2 separate regions of the Anas platyrhynchos genome follow, and region 2 is linked to region 1. The links are chromatin contacts, called in public Hi-C maps. All regions are on one chromosome and are shown on one strand. Each heading gives the region's core, a stretch centred on a gene start, on an enhancer-like site or on the middle of the called end of the contact. The rest is flanking DNA. Distances are from core to core; before and after follow the strand shown.

The links. Hi-C and Micro-C count contacts between places; a contact is called where the count stands out from the background.
Region 2: a Hi-C map of F1 follicle shows a contact between it and region 1, with 4 times the contacts expected there. The contact joins two enhancer-like sites. A contact is called at or near these places in 5 of 8 Hi-C or Micro-C datasets (F1 follicle, F5 follicle, liver and 2 more).

What each region holds. Positions count from the first base shown.
Region 1 is chr13:19,044,622-19,049,816 of IASCAAS_PekinDuck_T2T, reverse strand. No RefSeq gene overlaps it. Among named protein-coding and RNA genes, the nearest start is that of FBLN2, 38 kb to the left of the region's middle. Within about 2 kb of position 2,521, at least 2 of the 8 cell types and tissues checked have an H3K27ac peak or open chromatin away from gene starts, as enhancers often do. A contact at or near this core is called in subcutaneous adipose tissue, where this site is marked.
Region 2 is chr13:19,224,706-19,229,900 of IASCAAS_PekinDuck_T2T, reverse strand. No RefSeq gene overlaps it. Among named protein-coding and RNA genes, the nearest start is that of FBLN2, 140 kb to the right of the region's middle. Within about 2 kb of position 2,105, at least 1 of the 8 cell types and tissues checked has an H3K27ac peak or open chromatin away from gene starts, as enhancers often do. A contact at or near this core is called in subcutaneous adipose tissue, where this site is marked.

The DNA of each region.
Region 1 (5,195 bases), core at 1,272-3,771:
TTACAGCTAAAGCTCCTCTGCCCTGGGAGGACAGCAGCTCCCTCTATTTTTCAGACATGTATACCGGGAAAGACAAGAGGAATTAAATTTTCTAGGCATGTTCAGTAACCGAGCTATGAGTGAGCTGCTGTATGTGTAATTAAGAGCAGTTTGCAGGACTCACCTCAGCCGTTTCCCTGTCTCACAGAACAGCAGCAGCCCACAGCACATCCCTGGCTGCAGCCTCAGCCCAGCTTCCCGCTGTTATATCCAGAATGAGACAGAGCAAACAGCACGGATGCGAACGTGCCATTTCTGCTCTCGGGTCAAGAATGCAGAGTGAGGCACGGGCTCTCCATATGACTGAAAATGAAGATGTCTAGGGCAAATACAAGAAACACTTACATTGCTGTTCACATTTTTGCAGCACACAGGGTGTCTGTTGCTTACAAAGTACCCTCTATAATTTTATAGAGAGCAAAAACACCATGGGTCATCTTTCTTGTTCCTTTGATTTATTTTTCTCTTCCAAAAAGATGGCAATAGGCATTGGAAGCCCCAGGATCACATTTGCAGCACTTATCAGGGGTACAGAAAAGTCTGTTATTAACTTCTCCGCCATACACACGCTGATTCACAGGCACAGCTCCAGGTTATCTTATCTGATAGAAGAGGATGTGTGCTTTTGGACACCATGTTACTGCCCATAAATACAGCCTAGCCTTTTTTTCTTTTTGTTTAAATAAGCATTTAACATTGCTAAAAGGGAAATTCATACTTTAAAAGTTCACATCTCCCAGAGAAAAAAAAAACAACTCCCCTACATAGAAAAAATTGAAAATGAAGAAAGAATTGTAAATCTCAGGAAACAAACAAAACACTCAGTATTTTCTGTAGAAAATCTTTCCCCTTCTTTTAGTATATAAAGCTTATTGATTTTCCTAGAACAAGCAAGGGCACCAACAGAAGCCCCAGCCTTGTCGTGCAGAAGCGGGGCCTGCCCAGCTCCCACAGCCTCTCCTTTACCCACAAGCAGCCCCCCCCCCCCCCAGCCCCAACCCAACCGATGTGAGGCAAGGTATTTTTCCCTCAAGGTGTGAGTTCAGGTATTTTTGCACCCTTACACCACCGCAGACACCATACCCTTCGCCTCTCCTTCACAGCATCCTTCCTGCTGGAAAGCAGCCCAAGCCCTACATCCAGCTCCAGCATTTCAGAGAGAGAAGTGCTCCTACAGCGCTGTGGCACAAAAGGGCAAAGAGAGGTCAGCTTCTTGGTGCTAGGTACCTCTGCTTTAAATTTTTGACACATTACTTCCGTTAAAAAACCCTCAAAGCTTAGACCATTTTATTTTTTTTACACCCAAGTGGAAAAAATAAGAACAGAAAAAGCATATGATGTCTTTAATTGGAAAGGAAAAATCCCCAACACATCCATGCTGTCCACATAAAGAACAAACAAAACGCTTGTGCTGATGAACTCGGTACACGCAGTACTGCAAAGTTCAGATTTCCTGCCAGAGTTTCATGTCGTCCACCCAGGCTAAGTCAAAGTATTTCTTTAATAAAAAACAAACCCAGGAACTCTGATAAAAACCTGGTTTTAGTTGCGACCAAGGTAAAATGCAGACATGGAACAGAAAACAATGTTGTAGTTGGACTTGACTGCACGACCAAATCACCTGAAAGCAAATCCCTTGCAGTTACTGTGGGCATTTTAAAATGCGTTTGTTAACTTTGAAATGGATAATGAAAAATGTCTCTTTTCCTAAAAAGACAGCTATATTGTTGTGTAATGAAGAGCAGATGTCAAAAAGTATTTCAAAGCCTCGAAAAAAAAATTAGGAGAACTGCATAAAGGCTGCAGTGCGGAACGCTGCCCGTGCTGCCGTGGCACCCACGCAGTGGTCACGCCACGCGCTGCCCACAGCACCGTCCCCGGGGGCTCGGCCACCCCATCGAGGGGCAGCAGGAGGTTTGTCTCCATGCAACCGGCAGCATGGAGGGAAATCACAGGACAGATGCGAAGGGAAGCTGCCCTCAAGGGTACAACATGAGGCACAGCCAAGCTGTGGAGATGTAAAACAGCAATGCGGAGCTCTTCTGGCTCCGTGGCGGCCCCATGCACAGGGGAGGATTTGGGCAGTGCTCCTTCGCTCCCTGCAAGCCCAGCGGGGCCAGGGCAGGAGCCAGAGTGCTCCCACCAGGAGCAGAGGGCTGGATCCTGCTCTGATCCGTAGCAGCAGAGCTGCTTTGGCTGCAGGAGGCTTTGCCAGCTTACACTGCCGAGGAGCCAGCTCGTTTTTTAAGCACGTGTTGAAAGAGCAAAACTGGGTTCAAGTTTCATGTACAATTTTATTAGAGGCCAGAATTGAGGCCAACTGTTTATCTGGTGTCTGGCCTAAGTGCTGATAAAGACTTGGCTGAAATTTACATAATCTGCCATTAATAAATGCAATTTACGATGGTCTCAAGCAAAGACATGACCACTGCTGGCTCCACGAATGGTATGCTAGGCAGCAGCCAGGCTTTTAGTCAGTACAGAGACGAGACTTAATTCATTTCTTGTCCCTAAATGCTAGTTCCTTAGGTCAGACCTGAGACAAAGGCGTGCGTTAATCTACAGGCTCCACGTCAGAACTGCTAGGCTTTACTAACAGAAACTAAGTTGCTTTAATGCAACCAAATGCTCCAATTTATCATTCCAGTGGCCCATCTAAAGCAAGCGTTGGCTCCAAGAACCACCCTCCCATTACACTGATAAGCCCTGAACCTGAAGTGATGGATGTATGAGCTTAATTTTACACACTAGAAGCAGTTACGTGGAGAGCAGTGGGACAAATCTCAGCTCGTAAACACCTTTCCCGAACTGGAGGCATCGAGATCACAGACAGAGAAAACTTATTTCTCACTTTGCTCCACCCCTCCCTTCTGCAACACACACACCAGCTTTTTTTTTTTTTCCCCCCGTGCACTGTGGTAGTTTGTGAGCAGGCACAGGGGCTGTCTGTGCGCTTTACACTTGCACAACCCTTACCCCAAACACCAGGATCCCAGCTCCAGACTGGGTCTGCTCAATGCTCCCTACAGGTCAGCTGCTGAATGCCCCAGTGCAAAACACTGCAAGGAGAAGCAGCAGAGGCAAGCTGACAACAACCTGAATATACAGCAGTATCTCCGGTTTCTATTCATGATGTCTAACCAGAACAGAATTCGAGGAAATATATTTATTTGGCAAACGTTGCCCTATTCATATGCAGCGTAATATAAAGGTGCATTTTCAATTGCCTATAACGCATTAAAATTTGCACTTAAGAATAATGGAATGTATACAGATCTGAGCCTTACATAAGCTCTGCATGTTTAAGGAATGTATATTCAAATGTACATACACATTTATAGTTTAAATTCGTCATTTGAAGAGTTCCATGTCCCTATCTGAAAGCCAAGACATTTCTTTTCAAGATCTGTGATGAATGAGATCCAGATACAGGGTTGTTTCACATAAAGCATTGTCAGTGCCAAAAGCTTCATCCAGAGAAAAATTCCAAGAACAATTATGCGGATCTAAATATCAAAGACCTACTTCTGCTGTATTCCAAGCAAAAAAAAAAAAAGACATCTATAAATGCATGGATAAATCACTTAAGAAGTACATGTCAAAGGATATTAAAGGCAGGCACCTAAAATAATTTCTAAAATATTGCTAAATGAGTAATTTTTGGATTGTCCTTTCAGGGCTTACTGTAACAGTGCTGTGATTTAGTTCTAAAAGATTCTAATGTGTTTATTTATTTTAATGTGGAATTTAACCATCAGACTTTAATTCCTCTAGATAATATGGCTCTACAGCAGGACAGAAGTCAAAGGAGATAAAGCAAACAACAGCAAACATTGCAAAAATTTCACTGAAAAGCATTTTTAAATTCACCTGGGTTCTTTCCTCCCTCAGTCTCCACATACTTTGAATTACTCCAATACTCCAAAACCAATGCCAAAATTCTTGGCATCGAAAGCTTCACCACTGCTGAAATTTGGCCGCAGGCACAAAGCTGTCAGGAGCGAAACGTTAGCATTTTCTCCGGCAGCTCTCAGCAGCAGACCCAGGTGACAAGTCCTCCTCCTGCCCTGTCCACCCTGCTGCCCAGCTGCCGGCCCTGAGCACCTTTGGGTGGCGGCAGCCCACCTCTGTGGGTCACAGCTCAAGTCCAAGCACTTCCTATCAGTGCTGAAAGCAGAAAAGCCTGACTCATGGATTTGGCTGCTTCGCATCTACCCACTCCTTTGAGTTCAAGGAGTCCTTCATGAAAGAGAGTGTTATTTTATCTCGGGAGCAAAACAAAAGGGGAGCCACCAGGGCGTCCAGCTGCAGAGCTGGAAGCTGGAGAGGCGGCACAGCACCGCGGAGGGCAGGCACCACACGCAGGGTGAGGCTCAGCAGGGTGGGTTAGCAGCTTTGGCTGCTCAGTGCTTGCAAAGCCCTCACTGGCACCAAAACATCTACATAGAGCAGCACCTGATACTGCTTTGGAGCAGGCCAGCAAACTTCTATTGATTTAGCAAAGAAAGAGTGAGACTTAAGCAGATGCCAGTAATGAAGAATAAACCCAAACCCGAGTCTCCAGTGCACCTTTTGGTGAGTTTGTGCACCCGCATTGCTGGCCTGGTGCCAGTGGAGAACTGAGGGCCACAGACACAGCACACACAGGAGCTGGGCCACGGGGGCTTGTAGCTCATTTACGGACTGGAGCAAGTCCCAAGGTGAGAAGCAGTGAAGGGGCAGAGAGAAGAACCACAAGGAAGCTGCAGTGCTGATCGCCAGAAGGAAGGGACCTGGCAGCAGGCAGGGAGATGAGCGCCATCAGACAGCCTCCAATAACACACAGCAGAGGATGCGCCGAGTGCCTGCAGCACCAGCGGTGTTGGGGAACTTGGGCTGCCTCCTGCAACTGCTTGTGCCTGCCAGCCACGGCACTCTGCGTGAACCAGACTGAGCTGAACCCAGCTCACAGCCACGAACAGAGAGAAGAGTTCGGCCTTTGCTGAATCAAAGACAGACTGGCAGTGCTAGGGGGGTGAGACCTGACGGTGCCTATTTGTGCTTTGCAAGTAACAGCACTGCTGCCGTGGGTTTTTTTTTTTTGGCCGAACACCTCGACTCCAACCCTCAGCAGCCAGGACAGAGGGAAGGACTGGTCACCCCAGAGCTCTGCACGG
Region 2 (5,195 bases), core at 856-3,355, 180 kb before region 1:
CCATAGGCGCTGAATAGCATTTTCAAGTATATAAAAAAAAAAAATAGTATTGGCCTCCATGAGTTCAGCAGAATAACTGGCTGAATGCTGTATACATGCAAAGCTCCACCTGCTCTAAACACAATAGCACTTACCTAGGAGCATCCTCCAACAGCTCCTCATTAACAGGACCTGAATGTAAAGCATGCACATAATCATCATGGCTGTGTACATACTTTAATGCTGCCATAGTTGCACCTAACTTTCACTGTTATTCCTGCTGTGAATGACCAAGTCATTAAAAGTAATTATAACTGTTTCCATCTCTAAAGGTCACAGAAATACATTGCAATGCAAGTTCTTATAACCCATTATCATTTTACTTCTTGTATGCTGATTCTTTTACCTGTATGAAGAGTTTTCTTTGCTCCTCTTAATGTGTGCTGAATTTTGTAAACTTGTTTGTAAGTTTTGTAAACTTTGAGAACTTTCCCGAAGGAGAGCACAGTCTCTGTGGAAAGGTATTTTCTACCCATAATAAGTAGCTTAAATTCTCTAAATTTCCTCTTGGAAAACCTGACAAAAACAGATTGATCTTGATAGCGTATATTCCTCACCTTCCATTTGTCATACATGACTGAACATCATTCACTCTGTTTTCAAGCCTCCAAGAGCTGCCTTCTTACTACAAACTAAATTATGTTACTATATTCTACATTATATGGTATCTACACTATAAAGTATTCTAGTATCCTTGGTTTTCAATAATGCTTTTTGACAAACCCAAATGATGCAACAGAAAGCAAACATGAACCAGAATTTTTTTTTTTTTTTTTTTTTTTTTTTTTTTTTTTTGTCTGCATTGTAATGTAATGATCTTGATTAGTCCAACCTGAAATGGGGTGGGACCGATCCACTTGAGTTACCGGTTTTCATCTTGTTTGCCACCATTGCTGAACCCTCTGAATTCTTAAAAAAAAAAAAAAAAAAAAGGGGGGGGGGGGGGGGAGGCGGGGAGAGGGAGAGAAAGCAAGGAATGGGTGTTCCTTGGGCAGACTCCAGGATGCTGGAAGCAGCTCTTTATTGTGGCTTGCAAAACTAAATTTGTTGCCCTGCTGGGCAAACTGAGAATGGAAAGATCCAGAGGAAAAAATAAAAATAATAAGAACCCAAGGAGTCTTTGAACTGTCATCATTCACCCACTCCAACCCAGCCCAGGCTCAACAATAGCATTTTGTAAGATAAGCACTGAGAAGGTAGGTTCACGCAGTAGGATAGTGACATTTGGGAGCAAAGAGAGCCCAGCTCCTCTCCCAGGTCAATATGCTACTGGGAAGACTAAGGTAGAGGGCATTAGCAAACACAACAGTACCAAGGGGATTCTGTTTGAGATATTATTCCTGAAATGGACACTCTAGATATGAAATCTGGAATAGCTTTGAACGTGTATCATTTCAAACACAAATATTTGAATAAGCAAAGATTACATAAACACTGAGGGAATCAGGTCTGTGCAACCAGCTGTGTGTCACTGAGGCTGTGTAGCATGTCTGGGTTTGCCCGTCTCAGAGCAACTCCTGAAATTTCTGACGTGACTAGATATAATCTGGCTTGTTTTGGTGACGCATGCTCACAGGTCACATCTTGTGCGTAACACAAGGTGACAGATGTAAGGAAGCAGGACACATCAGTTATCTTGAATCAGCGGATTTCATCTTTTAAAGTTTATAGTGAAAGTTTCCTTCAGAAATACCTCCATTTCCCCCTTACTATTTTCATTTATTAATGAAAAAAAATGATGTGCTTAGGGTCAGCAATGTACTTGACACATGTCCTTCCAAGGAAAAGGATGACGCAATTATACGTAAAGCCTTGCAGCATGGAAAGCAGCAGACCACAGCCTTCTTCTGGAGATAGCAGCCAGCTCTGACTAGACCTGTACAGCCCTGTTCCTCCAAGTTTGAGGAGGCCAGAGTCCTTTACACTAAGTTTACACCACCTTCACTCCTCACAGCAGCGTTAAAGGCACGGCTAAGGTTTGAAGTGCTCCAGAAGCACCAAGCTCCTCAGGGCACGGCTCCCCAAGCCCCAGTGAGGAGCTCCCGCAGGTTTTGGTGGGATTTTGCGACACCTGGTGGTGGGGCAGTGTGGCTCCCACCGCAGCGATACCCACTCCTGTTGGGGCAGGACAGCGCACACTGGCATAGTTTCTCTCAAAACTTTTAGTCTAAGATCCCTTTTTAACCTTTCAGAAGACAGATTTATAGCACTTTTCCCTAAGCACTCGACCATGCTCCCCAGCCCAACCCTCCCAGTGCAGAGACCTGCGTCCCACTTTCCTTTCTCCAGCCCACCAATGTTTGGCCAGTTCCCCCCATGCACCTGGATAAGGCCTCTCACATCATGTCCCAACTTCTTGTGATGCTCTCCACTGGCTCCTGCCCTGGGGACAGCTCACTCCTTGCCCTAGCCCCATACTGGACAAGGGTTCTGTGGTGAGTAGCCTGGGGAAGGCTTGTCCTGCACTGAGGGGAACACACAAGGCCAGCTCCCCTCACACTTGTGCCATTTCTCAATTCAGGGTCTACAGCCTTTCAGCTGCAGCCCTGCCCACTTTGGCATTGCCTTCCTCACAAAAAAAAAAGGTTCAAAATACCCAGAAAGTGTCAAAAAGCAACAACAAATACACACAAAAAACACACAACAAAACAAACAACAAACAAACAAAACATAAAATAATCGCTGCCTAAAACCTAAAAAATAAAATAAGAACAGACACCAAACCCTTATTACAGGAACACATATTTTGAGGTTTTAAAATCACTGACTTAGGATAAATGTGATGCTTTCTGTTCCTTTCTCTTAAAAAGAACAGAGATAGGAAATTGCTGGGAAAGCCCTGGAAAGACCTAATAACTTTTGCAGAAGATACAGGAAAAAAAAAAAAAAAAAAAAAAAAAAAAAAGCTAGTGAGTAGTGAGAGAGAGAGGGATAGAGAGAGAGAGAAATGCCAGGCACTGCAAAGAGCATCAGAAACCACTAGATGTCATTGTTGATGCACAAAAAGCAAAAAAAAATAATTAAAATTTGGGCTGAAAATGCCTTATGATTTTAAGGAAAATTACTGCCTATTCATAACAATGTTGTTAGAGACAAGTAGCTTACCAAAGATATTTCTGTATCCTAGTATCCTAGCATATGTGGGATGATGAAATGCAACCTCCACTGTAACCCTGCCCGGATCTGGGAGTAAGGACAAAATGCTTTTAAGGATTTCTGGACTGGTTCAGCTAAATGTGCTTTGGCAAGACTACAGTTGTCACTCAGACCTCAGATGACCGTTGGGTAAAAAAGAAACCTGCTTTCTCAGGAACTTGAATCCCAAGCCTTTTCAGGCTGTCCATGAAAGCAGCTGCTGTATCAGGGCCCTCTGCTCCTTTTGATGTGCTTCTCTGCAACACTACCTGACCCATTCTCAACATCCCCACCATACTATTTTCATTTGTTTAAAATGGGGTTAAGCCCAGCACCCCTCAGGTAGTGTGCATCCCTGGGGAAGATAAAGAAATTATTACTTTTTTTGTTTCTTTTTGTTTTCGTGGAGTACAGCTGAGGCAGGGGAAACTTGCAGAAATGATTTTTCAAAGAGAGGCAAAACCTAAATGGTCTGTGAAGGTGAAGAATTATATATGCCTTAAGGAGCAGAGAGGAAAAAAAAAAAAGCAACAACAACAACAAAAGTGGGGATGAAATGCAGAAGCTGCAGGTAGAGGAGTGACAGCAGACAAATTATTATGTTCTGGCAGCTCCACTGACATCTCTACATTGGAAACAAGGACAAGGTGGCACTTGATGTACCTCCTAAACGTGAAATGACCTAAGTAGTAAAGGCTAAGCTTGGCATTAAAAGGCTCAGTAAGGTAAGAATCTACCATATGGGAGAAACATGGATCTGGAGACTTAAATGTCTATTTTAAAACATATTTATATATACACACACACTGTTTTTAATATATTAAAGTTAGTGCTAGAAAGGGAACCAAGATCTTTTGCCTTTTCATTTACACCAGTACTTCACATCACTGGAATTAGACTGATATAAAACTTTTAAAGAAAGAATTGGCCTTGCCTTTTTTTTTTTTTTTTTTAAGTTAATTTTTTATAACTTAGCTAATTGTTCTGCTTCCTATTCCTATTCTTCTCTGAAGAATCTGGATTGGCTGCACATTAATTTGCTGAAAGCCGGAAATCTAGTAAAAATGTAAATTTCCCCCTGCTAACAGCTGGAGAACCAACATTAATTTCAGCAGCTTGCTGAGTAATGGAATTAGAGGACTCACAATTGACAGGTATCTCACATAGCTCAGTTGAAGGGCAGCACCATCACTTTTACTTAACCCTCGATGCAAACACCCTTCAGACACATCAGAGAAGGCATCACTAGATATATCTTCTTAATCTTAAAGGATCTTCTTCTGAAAGTAGGGGAGGCCGGTATTTAAACCTGCAATTTCCATGTTGTAAAAAAAAAAAGCAAGGTGAGGTTCTTTAAACATGGGGCCTAGAAAGTCAAATATATTTGGATTCATTAATGTACTGCTTCTTTGGTGTATCCCCTTCCACCCAAAGGATCCTAAAGCCTTCACAAGTAAGAACGGAACAAAAACCTCAGATGAAGATGTGGATACATAACGAGCCTGGCAAGACCTCCAGGAGAGAGCATTGTGAAGGGAATCTAGAAGCACCTGCAACTCACAGAGAAATAAACCTTCTTTGTGCTTCTCTATTATGCTCTATAATAAAGAGCAGTAAAGGCAGGAGAACACAAATGATTTGACCCTGACAAAGTCCAAAAACGACATGCTCTTCTCTCTGATGTGTGGGTTTCTCACTAGCCTAGGTGCTGCCACTGGCTCACGGATAGCTGAGGCTCCGTTTGAAGCATCAGCCACAAGCACATTAGAAGTAGGAGCAGCAAGACATGCCGGTCTGAGGCACGAATGAAGTCTGGCCTTGGTAGGAACTTGAAGCTGGTAGGACAGCTTCATGTTTTTCAGAAGCTTGAAGCAGGTTTATATTTTTGAGGAACCACAGATTCTGGGTGCTTTAGGCCTTTGTACCTGAGGCATCCTGACTTAAAACTTACAAGGGTGCAGTGCTCAGTGTTACGAGGAATTCTCTGCCTTTAAAAGCATCTCACTGGAAAAATCATGCTG